Linked DNA regions of Sus scrofa: region 2 is linked to region 1. A link is a contact called in public promoter capture Hi-C data. All regions are on one chromosome and are shown on one strand. Each heading gives the region's core, a stretch centred on a gene start, on an enhancer-like site or on the middle of the called end of the contact. The rest is flanking DNA. Distances are from core to core; before and after follow the strand shown. Region 1 holds the start of LGR6 (leucine-rich repeat-containing G-protein coupled receptor 6). Region 2 holds the start of UBE2T (ubiquitin-conjugating enzyme E2 T).

The links. Promoter capture Hi-C pulls out the DNA fragments that hold promoters and counts their contacts.
Region 2: a promoter capture Hi-C map of fetal skeletal muscle shows a contact between it and region 1, with 4 times the contacts expected there. The contact joins the promoter of UBE2T here to the promoter of LGR6 in region 1. A contact is called at or near these places in 3 of 5 promoter capture datasets (fetal skeletal muscle, liver and skeletal muscle), 14 of 47 Hi-C or Micro-C datasets (alveolar macrophages, brain, embryonic fibroblasts and 10 more) and 2 of 2 datasets of contacts at active chromatin or transcription factors (alveolar macrophages and skeletal muscle).

What each region holds. Positions count from the first base shown.
Region 1 is chr10:24,355,927-24,361,379 of Sscrofa11.1, reverse strand. It overlaps LGR6 (leucine-rich repeat-containing G-protein coupled receptor 6), which reads right to left and starts at 2,434. Exons shown (of 17, transcript XM_021064542.1): 1 at 1,199-2,434. The coding sequence starts at 1,407. It overlaps LOC100624894 (receptor-type tyrosine-protein phosphatase V-like), which reads right to left. Exons shown (of 34, transcript XM_021064537.1): 29 at 5,216-5,372; 30 at 5,057-5,135; 31 at 4,899-4,975; 32 at 4,658-4,786; 33 at 3,750-4,537; 34 at 2,804-3,567. The coding sequence ends at 3,761.
Region 2 is chr10:24,456,357-24,461,809 of Sscrofa11.1, reverse strand. UBE2T (ubiquitin-conjugating enzyme E2 T) reads left to right here and starts at 2,725. Exons shown (of 6, transcript XM_021064545.1): 1 at 2,725-2,803; 2 at 4,168-4,475; 3 at 4,887-4,956. The coding sequence starts at 4,265.

The DNA.
Region 1 (5,453 bases), core at 1,185-3,684:
GCCTCTGCTGTAGTGGGAGCCAGCCCAGGACCAGCAGCGGAGGAGGGGTGGGGGTCCCTCACAGCCCCCCTGGCCTGGCTTACAGGTTTCCCCACCCTGCCCCAGACTTTGCCCTCTGGAGTCTGGACACTATTTCTCTCCCCCCTCCCTGGCCCAGCCTGTGCCTCTGGGAGTGGCAGATGCCCCGTAGGGACAGAACAGTTGGAAGGGGTGCCTTCGAGGACCCTCTAGCACCAGTGCCCTGGCCCCATTTAGTTCAGCAAATACTTGTCTGACTGAAAACTCACCTTGAACCTGCTTTCCCAGAGCCCCTGGGTCCTAGGGCCCAAAGCCCTAAATCTCAGGGACCCCACTTCTGGGACAGATGGCCCCAGACTCTCCTATCTGCTCTCCTCCTCGGCGATGGGGCCTGGGCAGGGCTGAGCCAGGCGAGGTCTCCTTTCCCCAGAGCAGGGGCACAGGTGGTCTGGAATGTGCCCTCATGCCCCCTTCCTGCCCAGGTGGCCGGGCCAGAGCCCCCAGCCCGCAGGCTCCGAGGGGCAGCTTCCCAGGACAGCACCCCACCCCCACCCCCACCCCCTTAGGGGCTCCTTTATGAGGTTCTCTGGTTTTCAGCCTGGCACCAACCCACAAACTAGTGTCCAACTTGGCCTCTTGGGACAGGACTTCAGGGAGGCCCCTGGGGACCAGCAGTTCTCAGAGAACGGAGACGGTGCCACATCGTCCCTCTTGGAGACAAGAGTGGACAAGGCCCCTTCCTGCTTCTAGGACGCCCGCCAAGGCCACCCAGTCCCCTTGCCACAGCAAGGGAGAGCTTTCCTACTGCCCAGGGTCCCTTCCTTCCCACCACCCTGAGCAGGTCAGCTTCACGCCTGGCATGTTCCACTGAGGAGGAAATGAGAAGGAGGGAAAGGGACAGGCAGCCTGGGCCCCTCCAGCTCAGGGCCCAGAGAGCCCCCTCACCAAGCCAGGGTCCCCAGAGTGAAGGCCTGAGACCAAGGCCAGCTGGAGACCCAGCCAGGGCAACGCAGGCTCACCCCTGGTCTGATGACAATCTGGGACTTTTCTTCTGGACCAGCCCCGAAGTCCACCTGGACAGAGAACAGGACGCCCACATCAACCGCGCAGGTGCCCCCAGACTGAAGCCACAAGACCCCGCGCAACCAGGCAGGGACAGGGAAAGACAGGCGGTACTCACAGGTAAGCCGTCAGGGGGTGCAGGTCCCCGGGCACTGCTGAGAGCCCGCGCTCAGAGCAGTCGGCCGACAGCATGAAGCCGTCCTCCTGGCAGCGGCAGGGGGCCGGGCAGGCTGGCGGCGGACCCGGTCGAGGGGCGCCTGGGGCGCCCGGGGAAGCGCACAGCGCCGCGCAGAGCCACAGCGCGCGGAGCCCGGGAGGACTGGGCATGTCGGCGGCCGGGAGGCTGGCGGGACCCTCGGCTCTACTGGGCGGCGGGAGCGCGCGGCAGTCAGAGAGGCGCAGGCATCGCAGCGCGATGTTCGCTCCGGGGTTTCACGGGCTGGGCTTGGCGAGGGAGGGAGATGCGGCGGAGGAGGAGTCAAGGAAACTTTCTGCCTGCTCGCTCCCTCCTTCCTTCCAAGCTGGCAGGAATTTCATCCAGGAAAGGAAAAAAAAAGGGGGGGCAAAGAACCTGGAGAGCCGACCTGCAGGCGTTTGGAAACGGTGCCCCAAAGCCTAGGATGCAGGCTCAGGATTCCGCGGGGACAGCCTGGGGCCACGGGGATTGGAGGGGCGGCGGAAGCAGCACCCCCAGCCCCGCTACTCCACTTTTCTCATCAGGAGAAACTGGGACCCAGAAAGGGAGTGCTTGCTGGTGGGGGGCAGCTCCAGAAGAGGAGGGGTCGCCCTCACCACCGTGTGTCCTGGGGAGGGAGCAAGGGGGTTCCTGAAGGGTGAGCTGTGTGGGGGCGCCCTGGGAAGGGAGGGGATGGGGGGCTATGAGGAGGGGCCTTGTCGAGCTCCAGGCCGGCTATTGGAGGAGAGTGTGATGCTCCCCCTCAAGTGTCTCGCACATGGTCCCAGTCAGGGGCGAGTCCCGTGCACTTGACCCTGCTCCTGGGATGCAGCCAGGCACCCGTATGGGGACGTGCCTGAGGCAGGTCGGCGCCACCTGGAGGCCAGTCCAGTAGCTGCAGCTCAACCAGCCTGAAGTAGGACCGGCCAGGCTGGGGTCTTGCAGGTGAGTGGTGGCTGAAGCTGGGGTCAGGCCCGCCTCTCCCTAGACCTCCTGCTCTCCCTGATCTCTGTCGCTGAGCCAAGCCCCACGATCACCCCAGTATGCAGAGCGGCCCGCGGGCCTCAGATCAGCCTGGGGCTATTCATCCAGGGCCACCTATCAGTCCCTCCATTCTCTGCTGCTGTCCTCACCTCCTGGGGGAGGCAGGGGCTGCTCAGCTTGGACCAACCCTAGGCCCCCAGGTGGGTGTGACCCTGGCTGAGACCAGCCTCCCAGGAGGGCCTGATCCTGCAGAGGGCCTGAGAGACCACGGCTGGCCTCCCGCCCCCAGGTCAGCTGTGCCTCCCGCCCCTCTGGTCCCTCTGTGTTCCCACTCCCCGCTCACTGCCTCCTCAGCAGGGGTGGGGTTGGGGACTCAGAGATGCTGTTCAGCCTGCCTCCCAGAGGGCCATTTGGGCCAGCCCTGGACTCCTGATAAACACGGAGTGTGAAGAGGCTGCCCCGCTGACCTTTTAACCCCCTGGGAGCCCCAGGCCTCACCTCGTCCTGGGGAGGCTGCTGATCGAAAGCCCTGCCTCTGCTCCTTTTCCACCAGGCCTGAGAGGGCCTCCTGCCTCTGACCCTCATCCCTCACTGGGCACTGGAGCTGGCCCAGGCAAGCTCTGCCCTGTTCCCTGGGGCCCAGCACCCGGCTCCCAGCCACCTGGGGCCTCGCATCTGACAAGGGGCTGGATGGGCTGGTGTCCACGCCACTGCCACTGCCATGTGCGCATCACCATCCCCCCCTTTGATTTCTCCTCCTGCCTCCTCCCTCTCCAAAGGCCCTCCCTGCTCAGCACCCCCCATCCCCCCCACCCCGCTGCTCCCTCCTGTGGGGGAGGGGAGGGGCCTGAGAAAACCTGGCAACTCTGGCTGAGGATCCGCCAAGCCCCCAGCCCCTGTCTTCCCAGGAGAGAAGTCCAGGAGACAGCGACAGGCCGCACCTCCTGCACACGGGGCAGTGGGTGAGCCTCCGAGTGACCAGGCTTGGAATCCAGGGACCTGAGGAAGCTGGGAAACTGGAGGACTGGGGGCTGCTCTGAGGAGGCCACCTGCTTCTGTCCCCACCACCCCCTGCACTGGGCCCCATGTCCAGGAACCTTTGAGGTTCTTTCGTTCTTCCTGGAGGGCGGGCGGACAGACAAAACGCACTCGGCCTCAAGCTTGAGCGCATCTTTTATTCCCCACTCAGCCCTTCACAGCACAGGCGGCATGCAGGCTGCCCCTCAGGAAGCGGGCGCAGCCTCTGAGCGACAGTGGCCAGTGCTGACTCAGGGCAGCCCGCCCTCCAGCGCACTGTTCAGACAGCTGTAGAGGTGTGTGTACTGCTCCTAGGGGCAGACGCCAGAGGATGCGGTGACAGTGGTGAGGTGAGCTCCCCGTGCCTCCACTGAGAGCAGGGGCCCAGCACCACCCGCAGCTGCCAGCTGCCCGGGCCCGCGCCCCACCCCCACCACTGTGCCAGCCTTCCTACCCCCTTGCTCCTCCCACTGCTGAGCCCAGCGGCTCTCACCAAGGTTGGGGTCAGGAGGCCACAGGCCTGTGATTGCTGCAAGGCCACAGTGAAGATGTCCACGGTGCCCTCGGCCCCTGCCTGCTGCAGCAGCCGGTCCACGGCCAGGAAGGTGCCCAGTGGGGCCGCACCCTTGCTGCAATTGACCTTGAGTTGGAGGGACACCTGGGGGCGGGGAGGAGGGCTGAGGACCCAGGGGGGTGGGGAAACCCAGCCTGGGCCTGGGGACCATGGAGGGACGCTGGGCACAGCCATAGCCAGCCTGTGCCCGGGCAGGGAGGGGACAGAATCCTGAAAGACATCAGAGCAGAGCCAGAAAGGGGACTGGGTCCTTCTGAGGAGCCCCAGGCCAGGCTTGGGGGGTGCGGCCCTGACAGGAGGGAGTGAGGGGTTCCGCCTCCCTCCCCCCCCAGCTCTTGTCCAGCAGCACCTGGAGTGGCTGAGCAGCGTGCCTGGCTTCTCCGTGTCCTGGGAGCAGCACTTGCCCACGGCAGCCAGGAAGGGCAGCAGGGTCGTGGCGGGCAGCTCCTGCCCTGGCTCCCAGTGAGGAAACTGCAGCCGCTGCACTGGCCTCTCTGTCCCGCTCCCCCTCTGGGGGCAGAGGTGTTGGCACCAGTGCCAGAGGGGCCAGGACTGCTCCCCGGAGCCCACCCATCATGCCCCATGGCCCAGCTTACGTGTGTGACACTGAAGAGGGTGCAGGGCCAGCCTGCAACACTGTTCTCGGCCACCCAGTGCACAGTCACCCCATCTGTGACAATGGGCTGTGTCCCCGTGGGCCAGAACTCCTGTGGCCGGACCGAGACAGGGCTGCTGGTCAGCGGCCATCTCCACCCATGCCCTGGTCACAGCCGTACTCCCCACCTCAGCCCTGCGTCCTCCCACCCTCTGGCCCCTGCCCCCCTCACCTTCTCCTGGAGGCCGGGTGGGCACAGGGAGACGAGCACGCGGGCCCCGTGCTCCCATACCAGCCCCCAGAGCTCCGCGGGCCCTGCAGGGCCGGTCAGCACCACGTGGTCACGGCCAGAGGGCCCGCCCTGCACAGCACAGCTGGTTGGCCCTGGATCGAGGGTGTCCCCTGCCCGTCTCAGCTCTGGGACCCCCGGCCCCAGCCCAGAAAGCACCAACGGTCAGAGGGTATCATCTCACCGGGAAGAGCCAGGCTTCAGGCATCTCGCCATGGATGCCCTCCTCCACCGGAGCAGACCCCTCATGGCAATGGCCATCTGAGGGACAAGGGTGACAGTGGGCTGTGGAAGGCCCGCCCTGGCAATGCCCCCTTCACCCGCACCCCTAGCGGCACTCACCAGAGGTGGCGCCATCCTGCTCACAGCCAGGAGGGGGCGTCATAGAGCCGGCCTGGTCTTTGAGGGCCTGGAGCAGGAGCTGAGAGGGCAGAGGGGGCACCCCCATGAGGCTGGCCTGGCTCCCCAAGTACAGCCCAGCCCCGCCCGACCTCAGCGCACCTTGTACTCCCCCAGGAAGCCAGCATCTGCGTTGGCTGCCCGCTCAGCGCACGCCTGGGCCAAGTCCCTCACAGGGATGGGCTGCGGCCTCGGGGGAGCCTGGGCAGCACGGGGGGCACTCGAGGCTCCCCAGCTCCCGCGTCTGGCCTCCGTGGCCCTGCGTGGATGGAGCGGCTGTCTGTTGGTGGGAGGTGGGGACCCTGCGCCCCCACTGGACAAAGCCCCGGAGCTGCACGTA
Region 2 (5,453 bases), core at 1,476-3,975, 100 kb before region 1:
TTACACTCTCTGGAGATTTTAAAGAAAAATGTAAGTAGCTAAATTCCATGGATAATTAAAAGGCATGTATCTTCCAGCTATGTGATTACAGAAAGCAGTGATAATTATTATAATCTAAATAATTTAACTAGCTCAGCCCCCCACAAAAGGCCACAAGAAATAAAACATAATCAATCTGGGCATGATGACTTGAAAGTTTTTTGCAATTAAAATCATCTAAGTTCTTTTTCTGAAACATCTTCCCCCAACCAGGGCTGAGTATAAACTTATACAATAAACTTATATGATTGTTTACTATCAGTAAACAAACATGATAGTTTGGATTTCCTAAATATTCTAAAGAAAATAATATTTTATGTACCAGTGGATAAATCCCGACAATCCTGTGTATTAAAAAAAAAAAAAAACAACAGGAGTTCCTGTTGTGGCACAGTGGAAATGAATCTGGCTAGTATCCATGAGGACATGGGTTTGATCCCTGCCTTCATTCAGTGGGTTAAGGATCTGGTGTTTCCATGAGCTGTGGTGTAAGTCAAAGATGTGGCTTGGATCCTGAGTGGCTGTGGCTGGCAGCTGCGTCTCCTATTCAACCCCTAGCTGGGAACTTCCATATGGTGGGGGTGTGGCCCTAAAAAGCAAAAAAAAAAAAAAAAAGGAAATCCCCCCCCACAATTTTTGTACTTTTTCCCCGTTTTTGGCCACCCCATGGCATATGGAGTTCTCAGGCCAGGTATCAGATGCAACCTACACTGCTTCCTTTAGCCCACTGTGCCAGGCCGAGATCAAACCTGCTTCCTGGTGCTGCAGATACACTGCCAATCCCATTGTGCCACAGTGGGAACTCCACCTTTGTCCTTATTCTTTTTAGTTTTATTAAGATGTAATTGACATAACAGCACTATGTTTAAGGTATGCAGCATAATGATTTGACTTACATACATCATGAGATGCTTACTACAAAGGTGTGGTCAACATCCATCATCTCATATAGATACAAAATAAAAGAAAAAAATATTTTGTGATGAGAACTCCTAGGATTTACCCTCTTTCTTACAGAACATACAGCATCATATTGGTCATAACATCCCTAGTACTTATCTTATAGCTGGAAGTTTGTCCCTCCTGACCATTCACCCAATTCCCTTGCCTCTGCTAACCACAAATCTGATCTCTTTTTCTATAAGTTTGTTCGTTGAAGCATGTTAACCTACGAACTTTGTTAGTTCCCGCTGCCCAACATAGTGATTTGGTGTTTTTATACATTACAAAACGATTGCTGTAATTTTTGTACTTTGAAATGTGCTAAGTGACCCAGCTAGAATGCACATACATTCTTGCATAAAGTGAGGAAACTTTTATTAAATAATACTTTCCCGTACACTTCAAAAATAAACTACAAATCAGAATACTCTGGTTTTTAAAGCAATGACACTGGTACACACAGGTTATGAAAATCAGCGTGGCCTCTGTTCTCACCAGTTAACATACCTCCCTCTGGTGGACACATGGAAGCTGTACATTTACCCCCTAGAATTCTTTTTCTTTTACTTTTCTTCCTTCCTTCTTTCCTTCCTTCCTTCTCCCTCCCTCCCTCCTTCCTTCCTTTTATCCAATTCTTTCTGTTGCCAAAACTACAGGTATTGACTTGTTTTATCATATCATCTCTCCTTTCCACCAGACTCAACATAGCTCCTGGTTTTTCTAAAAGATATTTTAGAGACTTGATTTTCAGGGAGTTCCCACTGTGGCACAGTTGGCTTAATGACCCGGGTTGTCTCTGTGGAGGCTCAGGTTTGATTCCTGGCCCAGCGCAGTGCGTTGAGGATCCCGAGTTGCTGCGGCCGTGGTGTGGGTCACAAGCTCCAGCTCACATTTGATCCCTGGCCTGAGAATTCCAAATGCCGCTGGTGAGGACGAAAAAGAATAAAAGACTCGATTTTCAGAAAACCACCCAAGAAAACAATCAATTTCAGCTCGGAGGACAGAACTGTAACTGTAATAAAATTATAATACAACCACAGTTACAATCGGGGTGGAAACAGTGAAGGGATTACGACAGAAAACACCTCCCTACAATGAGGCAACGCTAACAGTAAAGGGAAAACCCCAACAGCTAACGGGAGACTAGATTGGACAGCACCGGGTAGTACCGTGGACGGTCTCGGGGGTGGGGGGCCGTGGGTCTCCGGCGGAGAGAGGGCGGCCGCAAGGAACCAGGGGGCTACTTAACACCGATTTGGGCGGAACGCAGAAATTTCGGCAGCTGTCAGAGCAGCGGTCAAACTGCACTGGCTCGCACGTTTAGGAAGACTGGCAGCTCTCCCGCAGCCGGAGCAGGAAGCGAAGGCGGGTGTGGTCTCCAGCCCGCCGTGGCGTCCGAGCACCGCGCAAGGTCCCCGCGCCCAGAGTCGGAACCCGGCCCGGAATCCCCGCGCTTCTCGGGCTCCGGGGAATCCCCAGAGCGCCGTCCGCGGGTCTGACCCTACGGCGAGGAACCTCGCTTGCAGTTCCTTCTCCTGACCAGTTACTCCCACGGAGCTTCTGGAAGCGATGTGCAATCCTTACCCCTGCGACCCACTGAACCCGACTGGAAACCGCAGCCACCGCCCCGCGCTCTGGTTCAAAACGGGTGGGCGGACGCCGCTCGGAGGCCGGCCAATCGGAGGCCGCACTCCTCCCCGGGCGGCGCTCCGGACCAATCACAACCCTCGCCGGCCGGAGGAGGGGAGACGCAACCCTCGGGCTCGCGCAGGCGCTGTGCAGGCTGGTTGGCGCCGCTGCGCTGCGAGGGAGATCCGCGCAGGTAAGAGCGGGTCGGTGGGCTTCTCGGCTTAGAGGTTACTGGCTGGCGGGGGCGGCGGCGGCGGCAGGGTCTTTCTGCCCAGCGAGGAAGTATCATCTCCCGCGAGCGGCTGTGTGGCGGAGCATGTGGTTGTCTTGACAGCCCCGTTGGCACACGCCTCCGGCAGCCCCCTACCTGAGTGTCCCCCTTCCCAGACATTCCCCTTCCTCCCACCCGGGCGTCCCCCCACCCCCCGTCCCCGACATTCCCCTGCTCTCCCCGCCGCGTCCCGCTCCCGGTGCAGAGCAGCTGCCGGGGTAGATTACAACTCACAGCAAGTTTGTGGAAACAGAGAGCTGGGCCTTGCGGTAGGAGTGAGGGGCTAGGCTGCATTCCTAGAGGAGGGGTGACGTGTGTATACGTCTACAGACTGTGGGCCTCAGAGAGAAGTCGGTGTGGCAGAAGCAAACGTTTATGGGGAGGAGTACTGGCCATGAGGCTGGAAATGTGGGTTGGGCCTAGATGGTAAGGAACTTGAAATGCCCACAAAATAGTGATGGATGGTTTTGAGCCAAGGAGTGCCACGTACTAATTTGTGTTAATGTGGTGAACCTGGGGTCTGGTTCTCCTTTAGAGAAATTGTCTTATTTGTTCTCACCCTATTACAGTCCCTTTACTATGCCTTTCCACTGCGTTCACATTTTATGCGAAGGTAGACTTTACCACTTGGGCATATTTGTCTCTGTCATCGATTCCCAGCATCTGCTTACTGAGAAAAGAAGGAATTTTTGTATGAAAGGTATGCTTAAGTACCCAGTGAAGTAACTGGATCCAAGAGAAGGTGGTTTAAAGGTGTGGCTAAAGAAATTTGGAAGTAGTTTAAAGAATAATTTGCGTGAAAGACCGTTGTAGTGTAATTGATTCTATTTAACGTATTAATTTGCTTGTGTTATTACTACTATTTAAATATTTCCAAGCGTGCGTGCATGTTGATTGCGGAGGACCACTTTGTCTTTGCAGTGCAGTTCAGGAGGGTACAAAGACCCAACACATACACGTCCTTGTGTTCAGGATAGCTGCCTGAGGTTAAGTTCATAATTATCATGAATTACACTGTCCAACTAAGTACAGTCTATACCCACCAGGTGATCTTTGCTTATTAGTACCTATAATTAGTACCGGACGGTTGGTTCACTTCTGTGCTGGGTGCACTGAGGCCCCAGCAGTGAGCAAAACTGGGCCCAGGCCCGCCCCCCCCGGGGGGGGGCGGGGAGATTGTCATTCATCCGTGGAGACAGATGTTAATTTAAAGCATGTAGCACTTTTCTCTGTAGAACTTGTTGCACATTTCAGACTTTAGTTTAAAAATGTGTTTGCTTGCATAGGTAACGACAAGGAAATGGAAAAAGTGGACTCCCTGCTTGGAACAGAGATTAACAGGGGGGCTTCCTTTGTCCTTCACTAAACGGAAAGCAGAGTCCTATGCTAAAGCGGAGTCCCTGTCACCCGAGCCTGGTGCCTGGAGCCATCTGTGTGGCCATCTTGCCCAGCAAGCCTGACAGCCAGCCCTCCCTCGTGCCTGCCATGCAGAGAGCGTCCCGTCTGAAGAGAGAGCTAACCCTGCTGGCCACAGAGCCGCCCCCAGGCATTACATGCTGGCAGGACGGGGACCGAATGGATGACCTGCGTGCTCGTAGGTGTCACACCCTGGGGAAAACCTGGTGGAGATGTGTGTGTGACAGCATGGTCACCTTCCACCCTAATTTGTTCACTTGTGCATGAGGTTTTCATGACATTTCTTCTTTGGCCTTTTATTACATCTTTTGCTGATTTGCAGCCAGGATTTGGGTAGAATGCTGCAGTCCACACGGCAGGTCTGCGGGTTGTATTCGCTCAGCAGCCAGCATTGTGCGCCTTCTGTTCTGATCTGTGTGGTCTGTGTGGGGTGCTGGCACGCCGCAGGACTTGTGAAGCTGAGAGAGCGAGCGTCCCAGACACGGCTTCTCCGTTAGGGCCACAGGCTTTGTTAGGTCCCTGTGGTGCCCTGACTCAGATCATCCCACTACCTCTTAATTTCGCTCTTTTTTTTTTTTTTTCCTAAAAGAAATACTAGGTGGGGCCAACACACCTTATGAAAAAGGTGTTTTCAAGCTGGAAGTTAACATTCCTGAGAGGTCAGTGTGAATTATATTCTTAATTTCCAGGGTAAAGCACTGTTACTGGAAGCCAGAGCAATGTAGTAGAGTGTTAAATGCAGGAGTTCAAGGACCTGGATTTGTTTGTTTGTTTGTTTAGGGCCACTCCTGAGGCATATGAAAGTTCGCAGGCTAGGGGGCAAACCAGAGCTGCAGCTGCTGGCCTACGCCACAGCCACAGTAGTGCAGGATCTGAGCCCTGTCTATGATCTAAACCACAGCTCACGCCAACGCCAGATCCTTAATCCACTGAGCGAGGCCAGGGATCGAACTTGCATCCTCACGGATACTAGTCAGGTTCGTTACCACTGAGCCATGATGGGAGCTCCAGGACCTGGTGTACTGACTGCTTTGCAGTTCTGGAGAGAGTGATCTTATTCTTAGGGGATGTGCGCTGAGGGATCTAGAGGGGGAGTTGCTTGATCCAGGTGGTGGGCATCTGAGGGGTTTCTGAACTACTGTTTCAACTTTCTGTT